2 separate regions of the Mus musculus genome follow, and region 2 is linked to region 1. A link is a contact called in public HiChIP or PLAC-seq data. All regions are on one chromosome and are shown on one strand. Each heading gives the region's core, a stretch centred on a gene start, on an enhancer-like site or on the middle of the called end of the contact. The rest is flanking DNA. Distances are from core to core; before and after follow the strand shown. Region 1 overlaps Gm12610 (predicted gene 12610). Region 2 overlaps Gm49890 (predicted gene, 49890).

The links. HiChIP or PLAC-seq counts read pairs in DNA pulled down with a chosen protein or histone mark.
Region 2: a FOXA1 HiChIP or PLAC-seq map of pancreatic cancer cells shows a contact between it and region 1. The contact joins two enhancer-like sites. A contact is called at or near these places in 1 of 15 datasets of contacts at CTCF or cohesin (the NIH/3T3 cell line), 2 of 484 Hi-C or Micro-C datasets (MC3T3-E1-derived osteoblasts and reprogramming fibroblasts) and 4 of 115 datasets of contacts at active chromatin or transcription factors (bone marrow-derived dendritic cells, embryonic stem cells, pancreatic cancer cells and 1 more).

The regions. Positions count from the first base shown.
Region 1 is chr4:89,506,384-89,509,759 of GRCm38.p6, reverse strand. All of the region lies in intron 7 of Gm12610 (predicted gene 12610), which reads right to left. Among named protein-coding and RNA genes, the nearest start is that of Dmrta1, 180 kb to the left of the region's middle. Within about 2 kb of position 1,514, at least 40 of the 459 cell types and tissues checked have an H3K27ac peak or open chromatin away from gene starts, as enhancers often do. A contact at or near this core is called in the NIH/3T3 cell line and pancreatic cancer cells, where this site is marked.
Region 2 is chr4:88,937,033-88,940,440 of GRCm38.p6, reverse strand. All of the region lies in intron 1 of Gm49890 (predicted gene, 49890), which reads left to right. Among named protein-coding and RNA genes, the nearest start is that of Gm49890, 3.3 kb to the left of the region's middle. Within about 2 kb of position 1,895, at least 144 of the 459 cell types and tissues checked have an H3K27ac peak or open chromatin away from gene starts, as enhancers often do. A contact at or near this core is called in the NIH/3T3 cell line and pancreatic cancer cells, where this site is marked.

The DNA.
Region 1 (3,376 bases), core at 265-2,764:
AAATAATTACATGAGGAAAGAAAGGAAATGACAAATGAAGAGAGGAGATGCACTGTTTGGCCAATCGGTATTTATTCTATGACTACAACTTTTATGGTTATTTTGTGTATAGTCACATCTTGCAACTAACAATAAGCCTATGAAGTTTGACTCTGTACAATGACAATGCCTTGGCTAAATTTAGCCCCAGTAGTCAGATGAATTTAAAAAAACTTCCACACATATTGAAATATTTCTGAGTTGTTGAAGATTAAAAAAAAATCAGATTTTCAACTAAGGAACCTTGATAATGGGAAAATAGTCTTCCCCAGGGAAGGGCACACTAATTATCCAATAACCAATTATTGCTTATGTAACACGAAGTGGTCAGCCCTGAACGCATACGTACAAGTAATATTAATCAGGTTGAGCAGTTGTACATATATATTTAGGAATATATATGTGTGTGTGTGTGTGTGTGTGTGTGTGTGTGTGTGTGTGTACACACACCAATCATGAATAAAAAAGACATCATGAATCTGAGAAAGAGCAAGCAAGGGTTTATGGGAAGCTTTGAAGGAAGGAAAGGGAAGGGGGAAATGATGTAATTAATTATATTATAATCTCAAAAAATATAAGAACTAATTTTGCAGCATTAGGTTTGTAGGAGTTGCAAACAACTCATAATGAAAGATGAGAGATACTTTTGAAATGTTAAGAGAGAATTCTTGGGAAGTTAACACACATAAATAAGTGCGTAAATGAGCAAGAGAAAAAGCCAAAGCAGGTGGGCAGGTATAAACTGCTGGGGCTGGAACAGAAAAGAGACGAGAGAAGTTCCGGGGGGAAATGTGTCTATATGATGAAGTACCTCAGTTAGTCCTAGGAGGGCTCAGAATGAGGGGCCTGACCTGAGATGGCCTGCTCTTGAGAGAAAGCACTGATAATGTGTAGTAATCAATTGGCACATGCGCAGGAAGACAGGAAAAGAATGAAGAAAAAGAAAAACCTTGAGGGGCCAGCAAGGCCAGCTGGGGAAAACCAGCAAAAATACGGGCAGCAGAGTAGAAAGACAAATGTGTGGAGCCAGCGCTTTATGCCTCTAAGGCCATTTGCACTTAGCAGTCCTAACAAACCAAACGTGTTAATCATTTCCTTATGCTTCCCTGTGGATTTTACCACCTCCTTGCTTGCTGTCTGCTCACTGCAGGTGCTTACAAAACACTTGCCGATTGAAAGGGGGAGGGGGATGAGAGAAACTGATGGAGATTTTTTGTGCAGCTTAGGTGAACCCCTGTGCAGGCTTCTTTAAGGGACCCAGTAGACCTGTGTATTGTGTTGAGCTCATTTTGTAGTAGCCCAAGCAAAGAAATTCAGTAAGATTGGCTTCCCAGCCTGGACAAAGCTGACTGCTTAGCTTTCTCTGCAAGTGTAGTTGTTTGACTTATAAACAGATTGCCCTCTGCTTTGCTTCATGGTCTGCTGCACGGCAGAAGAAATGTCTGAGATTGCATTTCTGTTGTGACTCATCTCAACAAGGAACACTGCAAGACAGACACCAGACACCTCGCAATCCCCAGAAAAATGAGCAAGGAGCCCATCAGGCCATGGTACAGAGTAGAAATGCAGGAACTTCATAATGAGGCTGGTTTTTTTTTAAAAAAAAATTAATAAAATGAAAAAGAAGAAGGAGGGAAGAGAGGAGAGGAGGAGGATGAAGAAGGAGGAGAGGAGAAGAAGAGAAACACACCTAGCAGTGTAGAAGAGGGGGTAGTAAATGACAGGACAGTGTGGGTCCATTTCAGAGAACTTTTCTCTTAAAAGACTGTTTATAATGGCAATGTATATAAATTCTTTTTATTTTTTCTTTTTATTTTTCCTGGAGCAAGTTAAAAAGGTACCACTCTCTCCAAAGAGGGGTATTCCTAATTCGTCAACGTGATGGCATGTCGCATAACCTCAAAATACACCATTACTCATTTATGTGGTAGCATAAAAATTCACTCATTTATTGATCAAACCAAAAGGCTGCTTACTTTCTCCTCTCTTCATCTCTGATGAGCTATGTCATAGGATGTCTGCAAGCATCAAACAGGATTAGGCAAGATTAATTTGATCAGAATCAGGACAATATTCTAGCTACCCAAAGAAACCCTCTCAGGAGAAGGTCATCCAACAGGAAACAAAAACGGAAGCTTTGTAGAGTGATTTTCTTTTGAAAAATGAATGTGTATCTGAGAAAGTCAGGGAAATTCTGAGAGATCAGAAGTGACGAGAAATCACATAACCACAGAGCCATCCAAGGACCAGAATCAGCATTTGCCTTGTGGGTCTTTGTGATTCAGGAGGACCTAGGACTCCATGCCAATAAGTTGAAAAACAGCCCCGAAGCTGGGATTCCCAAAAGACAATGGTGTCAAAGGCACACTGAGCAACTCTCCCATGTCACCCTTGTAGCCAGTGTGTGAGAAAAGAAAATCTGCATCAGACACCTACAGGCAAAATCCTTCAACCAGAGAAATCAAAGGGCCTCGAACCACCATCTCTGTGAGGATCCAGTAATGAAAGTAAAGCTGAAATCCTAGTCTGAAAGATTACCAGGTTTTTGGTGCCATCATGCCCCTGACAGCAGTAAGTGACCAGCTCAAAGCAAAGGTCCTTACGTGGGCTCCATAGCCCCTTCCATTCACAGGATCTATAAAATGGAGTAGGGAAATGCTATGTATTTGTTTTTATAACTGGTGTCTCATAACTTAGTATTTCTGACTATTATGAGAAGAAAAAGCAGAAATTGTGGTCATTAGAATAATAACGAGCATTTTCTCTAATATGTCAGATATTTTCATATTATGACAACTGTTCTAATTACCACTAAACATCATTTGTGCTTATTAGGATTCTATTACTCATTTTAATCAGCTTAGGGCCTCTTGTTATTTTATGCATTTATTTTTTAAAAAATGTACATGGTCATCAGTCTTCATATCAGAGGCCTGCTTAGGAAATAGAGGCAGGAACTGCAAGTCTGAGACTAGCCTAGACTACAGAGTAAATTCAAGGCCAACCTGGGCAACTTAGTGAGACACTATCCTACAAAACAAAAAACAAAAAACAAAAAAAAAAACCTAAAAACAGGCTTGAAGATTTAGCTCAGTGATGGAATGCATAGTCACTGTGAGGCTCTAGGGTCAATGCCCAGTACTATAAAATATGTATATGTTAGTACACCAGAATGGGCTTTTACACATGTGTGTGTTTGTAGCTATATTTCAGAATGATTAGCATCTATTATTTATTATTTATTGTTATGTATTATTTGAAGCATTCATAACAAAGCCACCTGTGTTAAAAACAATATTAGAAAAGCAAACTCAGAAATATATACCTGACGAAAACA
Region 2 (3,408 bases), core at 646-3,145, 570 kb after region 1:
GTTGGGTGAGCAGCCAACACTGAAACTGTTTGCTATGTTCCGTTCACAAGCCCATCGGAACTTTAATGGGTGAGAAGGGGGCCTCTTTTCTATGCTTTGTGTAGCACTTGGGTGTTCAAAATTATGTATTTGTTTGGGGGACAAATAACTTGTCTGCCTGGATCAAAGCCTGAAAGACAAATGTTTGTTTTTCTTTACATTGATGTTTATAATTTGAAATGTATTATCTTTTTTTGATTATTTGCTATTCAAAGTATCATGCTATATAATTTTAGATAAGCATTAAGCAGTTTCATCTGTAATAGTAATTTAGACTTCTGCTTAAACCTTAAAGAAAAAAAGTCCCATAAATGAAGTGCCTGTAGTTGCTCATCTATTAGGTTTTCTGTTGGAGTTTGAGTCTTTCCTGGCCGGGTTTATATTACCACCCCCCCTTCCCATTTCACCAAAAGAATTATGTTTAAATGGCCACTTACATTTGACAACATCCTGATTCAATAAATAAAATTAGAGTAATATTTTTGCACTTCAAAGCATGCTTTTGGGTTTTCTATGGATAGACAAACACTTAGCTCTTTCTAGATTCTCATTTTAAGGCTTGCTTTTCATGATTTGGGGGTATTTGATTCTCCCCCCTCTGCACTCAGACTATAAACTTTAAAGCTAACTTCAAAAAAACTTCACAATTACTTTAATAGTGACATGTTTGACTGCCGATTCTTATTTTTTGATCAAGGTAGTGGATCAACCTTGAGAGTTTTCAGTTCTTCAAAATGGAGTTCATGAGTCAGAGCCATTTTCAGGTGAAGTGTAATGGTTCCTACCATTGTGCATTCAACACTGTTAACCATTAATCATCACGACCTTAACACACATAACTTGGGTGTAGGAGAGAGCATTAAAAAAAAACATTTTATGCACCTGCTTCATAAGGAAAAATTAAACCCGAGTTTCTCACATAAGTCTTAAGCTCATATATATGCATGTTAGTGTAATTTGTGTAATAAATCAACCCTATTTGGCTTGTCTTTTCTGTAGTCGGCTAAGCAAATGAGTACCACCTCATTAAGGAACATCTGGTGAGTAATTTTCACCTGGTTTGAATATGTGATTTTTTTTTTACACTGAGATGTTATCTCATCATTAATTAAACATCACCATGAATTTTATTCGTCTCCTTTCCTCACCCCACTTGTAGAATTTTTCTTGGTGGGTAATGGGACTTTTGCTAAAATGTAATTGCATTTACTTGTACAAAGACAATTTCCACCCTCTTAAATCAGTGTAAAAGGCCTCATGCTGTGCTTGCAGACTACAGAAAAAAAAATATGTTGCTGTGTATAATTCTGTATTTGCTTGAGAATTTCCAAGATGGGCAACCTAACCTCTACCTTTTAGGTAATTGAAACTTACATGGAAAGGATTGGGAAAGCGCATGTCTCTGCTTGTACGCTCTAGTATTAAACATGAATCTCATCGGACAATAAAAATGACGTGCTTGGAGACAGGGCAGTGCACGGGAGCATTCATACAAAGGCAACGCCAGTAAAGAGATTCAGAGAGCAGCACTCAGGCTGCTCAAGAACAAGATCCGGAGCAGGTGGGTACAGAAAAAAAACGTCCAGGAAGGCCTCAAGGCAGCCAAGACCAGGATGCCAGGGATGGGAGAGCTCCCCTCCGGCTTGAACGCCATTGGATCCCTGGGCTGCACCAGTCGCCAGGGTTTCTGAAGACCCCTGCCAGCATCGCCGCTGGCCTGCTGGTCAAGAATGCCGGGGCTCGCGCAGGTTGCCACGCGGTGGCTGCCGCCCCAGCGGTGACTGTCGCGAACCTTGCCTAGCCGCGGCGCTCGGGAGCTGCGCCGGCTGCAGCTGGTGCTGGCCGGGCGGAGGCGCGGCCGGTCCCGTCGGGGCGGGGCCGGGGCGGGGCGTCGGGCCGCGCGGCAGGTGTGGGCGCGCGGAGGTGGCACAGCCCGCGGCGCTTTCTTTCGACCTGCGCACAACGCGGGACGCAGAGGCGCGCGCGGGGTGCGTGGAGGCCGCAGGTAAGCGGGCCCGGGCGCGCGGCGAGCCACCCTGGGGTTGGTGGGAGCCGAGGGACGAGGCGGCTCGGCGGCGCGCGTGGGGAGCGGAGGCGCGGTCCCGCACAGCCACCCGCGCTCGGCCACACGCTCGGGCCGCGCGCGATCCTCGAGCGCGCAGGGAAGCAGAGCGCGGCGTGCGTGCTGGAGCGCTCTCCGCTGGGGAGTCCCCGCGTTGCCCACGCACCATTTCAAACTCTGGGTGCTTTGGAAACTTCCCGGGGGCTTCTCCGGTGGAGTGCACAGAAACGAGGCGTGCGGTGAGAACCCCCACAGCCGAGGATTCGCTTGTTTTCAGTTCGTACTCGTATGGTGGAAAAAGGATGAAGGATGTTCGTCAGCTCCTGCCCCTTCTCTCCGTGACCCTCCCTTGGAAGGGCCGGCTCCTCGGCTGCTGCAGGGTTTCCTCAGCCAGGCAGTGGCCGCGTAGGGAGCAGCGAAACAAGCTTAGGTGGCCTCCTAAAGAGCTAAAGGACAGGGACAGGCAATGGGGCTCACAACCTGCACCAAGGGTTGGAGCTGTGGCCCTCCTGCCTGGGGACTGCTTCTGGAATCCGAATCCCGTCTTTCAGCTTCCTCATTGAAATCCTGGCACCTTTGAAGTGGAATTAGAGGGGGAAGTAGGCACGAATTTTTTATTTTTATTTATTTATTTATTTTGCGGGAGTTTATTACCTGTGGATTAAAATACTTGGTGAACGGGAGTTTCGACAATGCTCAGTTTTATCATTTGTTTTGAGAAAGTTTTGGTTGACTTGATTTTTGTTTTAAGTGATTTAAAAGTGACGCTCGACTTTAGGTTTATTGAGTTTCTCGTGTTTGGTTGGAGGGGAGCTAACTTTTTAAGTTGTTTCCCACTGTCATTCTGGTTATTGTTCAGTATCTCCAGAGGCAGTTCCGTAGGTATTTTATTTTGATTTTTATCATCAAAAAAAAAAAGGCTTAAAATAATATTGTGCGGTTGTCCCCCACCAAGGAAGTAATATAGTTCGCTTCCTTTCTCCTTTGTAACTTGTACAGGGCCTCTTGAAAACTAGGTTGGGTCCCCAAATAGGCATTTTTGATTCGTGTTTAATAGACTTTTTTTTGGAGGTGGGGTGGGCCTTCTGGAAACTTTTCTTTTACATCATATTAGGTCTTTATTTTATACGTAGGTATTGCCTTCATGGTTGATGTGAGAGAGAGCAAGAAGCCTGAAAGCTAGAAGAGCCTAGAAGGCTCTTGAAGTTTTATAAATTCTGAAGAGTACATAGTAGTGACTAAATCCTTGACGGACAGTGTGGACTCGGCTTGTTTTAAATAGGTTATTATAGGACGAAAGCTATGAG